Linked DNA regions of Sus scrofa: region 1 is linked to region 2. Evidence: chromatin contacts called from public Hi-C data. All regions are on one chromosome and are shown on one strand. Each heading gives the region's core, a stretch centred on a gene start, on an enhancer-like site or on the middle of the called end of the contact. The rest is flanking DNA. Distances are from core to core; before and after follow the strand shown.

Region 1 (2,720 bases), core at 137-2,636, 660 kb before region 2:
CGGTTTTTTTCTGGATAAGTGGTCCATACAACTTGCAGCTACTCAAGGGAGGGTTCAAAATCCAATTAAGATTAAAGTGCCTGAAAGAACCATTAACGTCAGTCAAATAACTTGTCACAGGTAACCCAAGCCTTTTTTTTTTTTTTTTAATATCCTGATTAGGGGAAGATTTATCCTAATTTGGTGGCTCCTACACAACTTTTAAGCGACGCAGGCATTAAATGGCTGTGCATTACAAACAGGTCCCTTCGCACACCCAACGCAGCAAACCCCAAATTTTCCTTGAAAGGGCCAAGGAGAGGCAAATAGATTAACATTCCGGTTGCTCAAAAATCGATGGGCTCTGGCAGGACATGTCCTCCAGAAAGGACTGCTGGGCGGTAACCAGGTTTCAGGGAGGGGCTGGACCCCTGGGGGGGGTTGCAGCCAAGGCATCAGCCGCAGCCTCCTTCCGCCCCCAAACGCGCCCTAAAGCAGCGGCTGCAGGCGCAGATGCAGCAGCCCCCCGCCCTCCGAGACGCGCCCCGCGCCGCCGCGGCTGCAGCACGGTCGCAGCGACCTTCCCGTCTGGGTCTCCGTGAGCCCCGTTATCCACGTCGGCCGCACACCCCAGGAGGAAAAAGGAGAAGGTCGCACAACAAAGCCCAACCCGAGGAGGCCTAGGCGAGCTGTAAGTTGGGGCGCCGGGGCTGCGGCCGGAGGAGCGGCCGGGACACCGAGCCGCGCGGGGCCGGTGCGCCGAGATGCGGGGCGGACAGGGCCGGGGACGCGGGCCGCCAGATGTCAGCCCGCGGAGCCGGGTGTCGGCAGCCTGGAGGAAGCTGGGCTGGCTGGCAGGCGCGCGGCGTCGGGGGCGGGCGGCCAGGGGGAAGCCAGGCCTGAGGAAGGAGGGGAGCGGCGGCTGAGTCCCGAGGCACCGCAGTCGGCCGCGACCCCCACCGCAGCCAGGGGCCTGTCCCGTTACTTACCCGCGGGGAAGCTGCGGGTTCCGCCTGGGCTGTCCCTGCCGCCGGCATCCGCAGTCAGGAAGCGTCCCCACATTGCGGGCCGGAGTGCCGAGTGGGCCGGGGGCGCCCGACTCCCCACGTCCGTCCTCCGCTGCCTTCGCCTCCTGCCTCTTCGGCGGCGGAAACTTGTGCGGAGCCTGGGCCGAGGCGGCACCGGCGGGGGGCGAGCGGGCGGGCTGGTTAACGGCTGCTCAGCGACGGGCGGGGACCGCAGGAGCCAGATTCGCTACAGCGGCGGCGGCTGCCATGGTCGAGCCGCCTGGGTTGAGGCCCGAGCCAGGGAAGCGGAGGCCCTGCGGCGTCGGCGGCTTGGTCTCCGGCTGAGCCCAGGTTCAGAGGCTCCAGCGAAGTTGCAGCTGCGGCTTCTCTCCGCCCCCTCCGCCTGAGGAGCCGGAGGCCGATCTAAGCGGGGGCGGGGCTTGTAGGGGGCGGGGCCTCGGGCGCTTATATAAGGCGTGCGCGGCGCGGGGCGGAGACTGTGGGCAGGTCCCGGTGGGTTCCTTTACGCAGCTGTGCATTGCCAGCGGCGAATGCTCTTCCGACCTACCAACTGCGTCCCTGGTTTCTCAGCCCGGAGCCATTATCGGTTACGAAGAGGGCGGTAACTTGGTACTGGGTCTAATCTTTAGGTTTTCGCCACCACCCATCGCCCCAGTCCCTTGGGTAGTCCCTCAGGGGCACCTGAGAAAGACGTGGATGACCTGCCTCTCCCCTCGAGGTTTCTTGAGATGGAAGAGTTTTACACAGGAGGGGTTGAGGGAGACTCTCAGCCTCATTTGGGATTAAAGTCGTCAACCATGAATTCCACAAACATCGTTTGTGGGGGATCACTATTGGGGGTAGCGAAAGAGGTCGTTTTCTCAACTAGCAAATTAAATGGGGGGCGGGAGGGTGCAGACAGAGACGGGTACAAAATATCTATCACCTAGAGACTTATGCACACACACACACACAACAGGCAGAAAAAAAGACCCGAGGGTAATTAGTACCAGAGGGTTCAGAGAGGGGCCCGAAATTTTTAATCTGGTAGCCCAGTGTTCCAGATGATCATCAGAAAGGAGTCAAAATGGCACCAGAGCGACTTCCTTACTCCTATACTCCAAGTTCCTCCTTCCACCTGGTCAGTTGCCACTTTTTACCTGAACCCAGAGTGCAGGGGCAGATATCCTGAGGAAGGACAAAAGGGTGCAGCATCGTCTTTTTAAATCTTACTTTTATTGACAATATAATCTTTCCAATATTTAGATACAAAATAGTTCCTTTAATAAATATTGGTCGAACACTGCAGGAGGCAGGCTCTGCACTGGGCCAATGAATCAGGTAAACCTTAATGAGTCAGGCAAATTCTTAACCATCAGCAGGCTTGGAGTCCATTGACTTTTTTCTGTTTTGCTAAGGGAGGCCTTATGTTTGTATTTAAGCATCCTGTAATTGGGAAATACTGCTTAAAACTTTTAGAGATTAAATTACATCTCTGTCTTGTTTTGGGGGGGTTGCTTTTCTTTTCTTTTTTTTTTTTTTCCTTTTTTCCTCACATCTGTCTTGTAATTTATCTGATTGCAGATAAATTTTACATTTACTCCTCCTCCCATAGAGTTCCACTATTTCTCCAAATCATGAGCAGTTGGCCAAGGGTCAACTGTTTCAAAGGATAGAAAATGACAGAAACATGAAAAAATAATGTAATTGGTTCCTTTTTGTGATTTAAATGTG
Region 2 (2,700 bases), core at 94-2,593:
GTGATTGATGCTTCGCGTTTACATTCAAGCTTCATTTCAAAGCCACGACCAAGCTTTATTAGGGGGGCTGTTTGGGACCTTCACTGCCACTGTTCTCAGCGACGATTAACCGTGTATTGGGCCGTAAAAGAGGTTTGCACAGCACCTACCCATATATTTAAGACCTACCTTGTGTGGCTTATGCTCACCGAGCATGCAAGTTAAAAACAACGGGATTCAACCTCGGATCATAATTGGCCACATCTACTATGATACTGAAAGGAAAACGAAAGAGCCTTTGACACTGCACCAGGTTAAGTGGAAAACCTCGATGTCTCCCCACATTGTAATGTTACAGTCTTATGAGTTTCAAAGGTTTGTCGTTTCTCCCAGAAAAACATCGCAGGTCCGGAAGAATTTCCAGCCTGGGTGCACTCACCTCTTTGATCTTTGCCCTTTTCTCGCGGACAGCGGCGTCGGCCGGCTCCCGGTCAATCGCCCCGATGAGGGGTACTAAGTACACTGGGGGCAGCCTGAACCCCATCCTGTTACTCATCTGGTCCTGGGCCACCTTCTCCTTCTCCATCAGGATATCTCTTTGGATCTCCTCGGGCAGCTTCTGCAGAGTCTCCTTGGCTTCCCTCAAAGCTCGCTCGTGGTTTTCGCGGATCCTGGCCAAGTTGTCCTCTAGGGCGGCCGCGGGGTCCCCGGGAGCGCCCTCTTCACCGGGCCGGGCTCGCCCATCTGCCGCGTCCTCGGCGCGCGCCCCGGGCCCCGGCTTGTGGTCAGCGGCTGGCTGCAGGGCGGGGCTGGAGTGGAACAGGACCCCGCTGAGCAGCTTGGAAGAGTCGGGCAGGAAGAAGATCGCTCCGAAGCAGAGCGTGATGAAGGCGCTGAACACCAACAGCAGCACGAACTTCTCCGTCAGGCGGAAGGCGGAGGGGCCCGACCCCTTTCTGCCGCCGCCGCCGCCGCCGCCGCCGAGCCCCCCACCCAGGCCGCCGCCCAGGCCGCCGCCCGCCGGGCTGCTGAAGAGTGGCAACAGGCCCCCCACCGGCATCGCTCCCGCTGCCACGGCCGCAGGGTTGCCCGCTGTCCAGTGGCCTTGCTCTGCGCCGCTCAGCAGCCAAACTTCGCCGCCGCCCGGCGTCAGCGGCTGCGGGGCTGGGTCCTGTGCATCCAGGCCGCCCAAACCCCCTGCCTGGGCTGCAGGTATCCCTTGGGGAACAACTCCCCTTCGAGTCTTCTCCCCCAAGCGGCTCCTTTGGCAAACAAACACGCGCGACAGACCTCTGGCTGTAGCCCCTGCGGGGAGAGAAACAGTAAAACGTAGTAATTACGATGATGGTGATAAAGTTTCCACCGGTCTCCGCCCTCAGACGGCCGTGCGAGCCACCAGGACAGTTCCCCCTTCACGGAGTTCGGAGTCTGGCTCCCGGCACCGCCCTCGGAAACCACTCTTTGGACTTGGGGTGAAGTTTTCGGGTCTCGGGGGCTGGGTGTCCCGCGCACACCTGGAGCAGGGCCGTGCGCGGGCACCTCCTGGAGAGGGCAGAGCGCCTCCGCACAGGAGAGGCGCAGCGCGGGTGGTGGGCTCGTCAACTTCGCCGGCTCCCCATCCCGAAGCTAGGACTAGCTGTCTCTGCTTCTCAGGCTGAGCGTGCAGTCCGACTGCCCCGCAGCCCTGGATGCTGCTCAGCTGGGCGAGCGCGCCGACCCGCGGGCGAGTGGGAGAGAGCAGGACAGCACTATGCCCTCCACCGCGGCCCCGCGAGCACTACCACCACTGCCGGTCTCTGGGCGGTCGGAAACGAGGGCGGTGACGCGTCCGGAGAGTGATGGCGCGGCAGGGCCAATCGCACGCGGCTCAGGGTCCCGCGGGGGCGGGGCCGAGGCGGGGAGGGGGCAGTGCAGGGAGGGGAGTTACGGGAAGCGCAGCCTCGCAGGGGCCCGGCCGGGGGTGGGGAGGTCGCGGGGCCCGGAGGCGCGAGGCAGCGGGCGGGGCCCGAGGTCGGCGAGTTTATCCCGCGGGGGTTTCGGGCCAGAGGCCCCAGGGGGTGGTTGCTCTAGGGGTGTGGGTTAGGTGCCTGGGCTGATGCGGGATCCCCCTGCGGCCCCCTCGGACCTGCGCCTGGTGGTGCGGGACCTGCCCGGAGGGAGGCCGAATAAGGACGGGGTCTTGCAGAGAACTGCCAGATTTGAACGGTGTGAAGCGCGTCTTTCCTCCAGTTACCCTCTTTTTGCCAAGGGAGGGATTCCCCCATTGCTCCGTTGCAGTTAACCCAAAAGTCCCTCGATGAGGAGCTGTGAATTGGAGAGCTTCTGAGCTCAGCTTTGGAGCTCTCTGGTGGAACATCCTCTAAATCCCAAGAGACCTGCTGGTTTTGTGGCTGCTTGGGAGTCTTCCTATGCATCCTCGCCCCCTTTAAAAAGAAAAAAAAGTTGCGTAGCTCCCCCACCCACTCCCACTTTCAAAATTCATTTACCTCATACAAGTTGGTCATATTTTCCATTTAAAGAAGACAGTTTTATGCTGCCATAACTTCAAGTAATAAATTTCAGCACTGTTGAAATTGTCTTGGATTTGACTACTTCCAGGGAAGTAAGGACTTGGTCCAACAGAAATTGTTTTCAAGACAGCCTTATTTTCCAAAATCTATTCGCAATTCCCCTGTTGCTCTGAAATAAGGGTTATCAGAGAGGAAAAAGTTGCCTGATTTC

What was found. A called contact is a pair of places that touch in the nucleus more often than the background predicts.
Region 1: a contact with region 2 is called in a Hi-C map of heart right ventricle, with 5 times the contacts expected there. The contact joins the promoter of CEP85L here to the promoter of MAN1A1 in region 2.

Annotation. Positions count from the first base shown.
Region 1 is chr1:43,391,296-43,394,015 of Sscrofa11.1, reverse strand. CEP85L (centrosomal protein of 85 kDa-like) reads right to left here and starts at 1,386. Exons shown (of 15, transcript XM_003121248.5): 1 at 969-1,386. The coding sequence starts at 1,041. It overlaps LOC110260246 (a long non-coding RNA gene), which reads right to left. Exons shown (of 2, transcript XR_002343179.1): 2 at 2,490-2,720.
Region 2 is chr1:42,728,812-42,731,511 of Sscrofa11.1, reverse strand. It overlaps MAN1A1 (mannosidase alpha class 1A member 1), which reads right to left and starts at 1,343. Exons shown (of 12, transcript NM_213885.1): 1 at 419-1,343. The coding sequence starts at 1,039.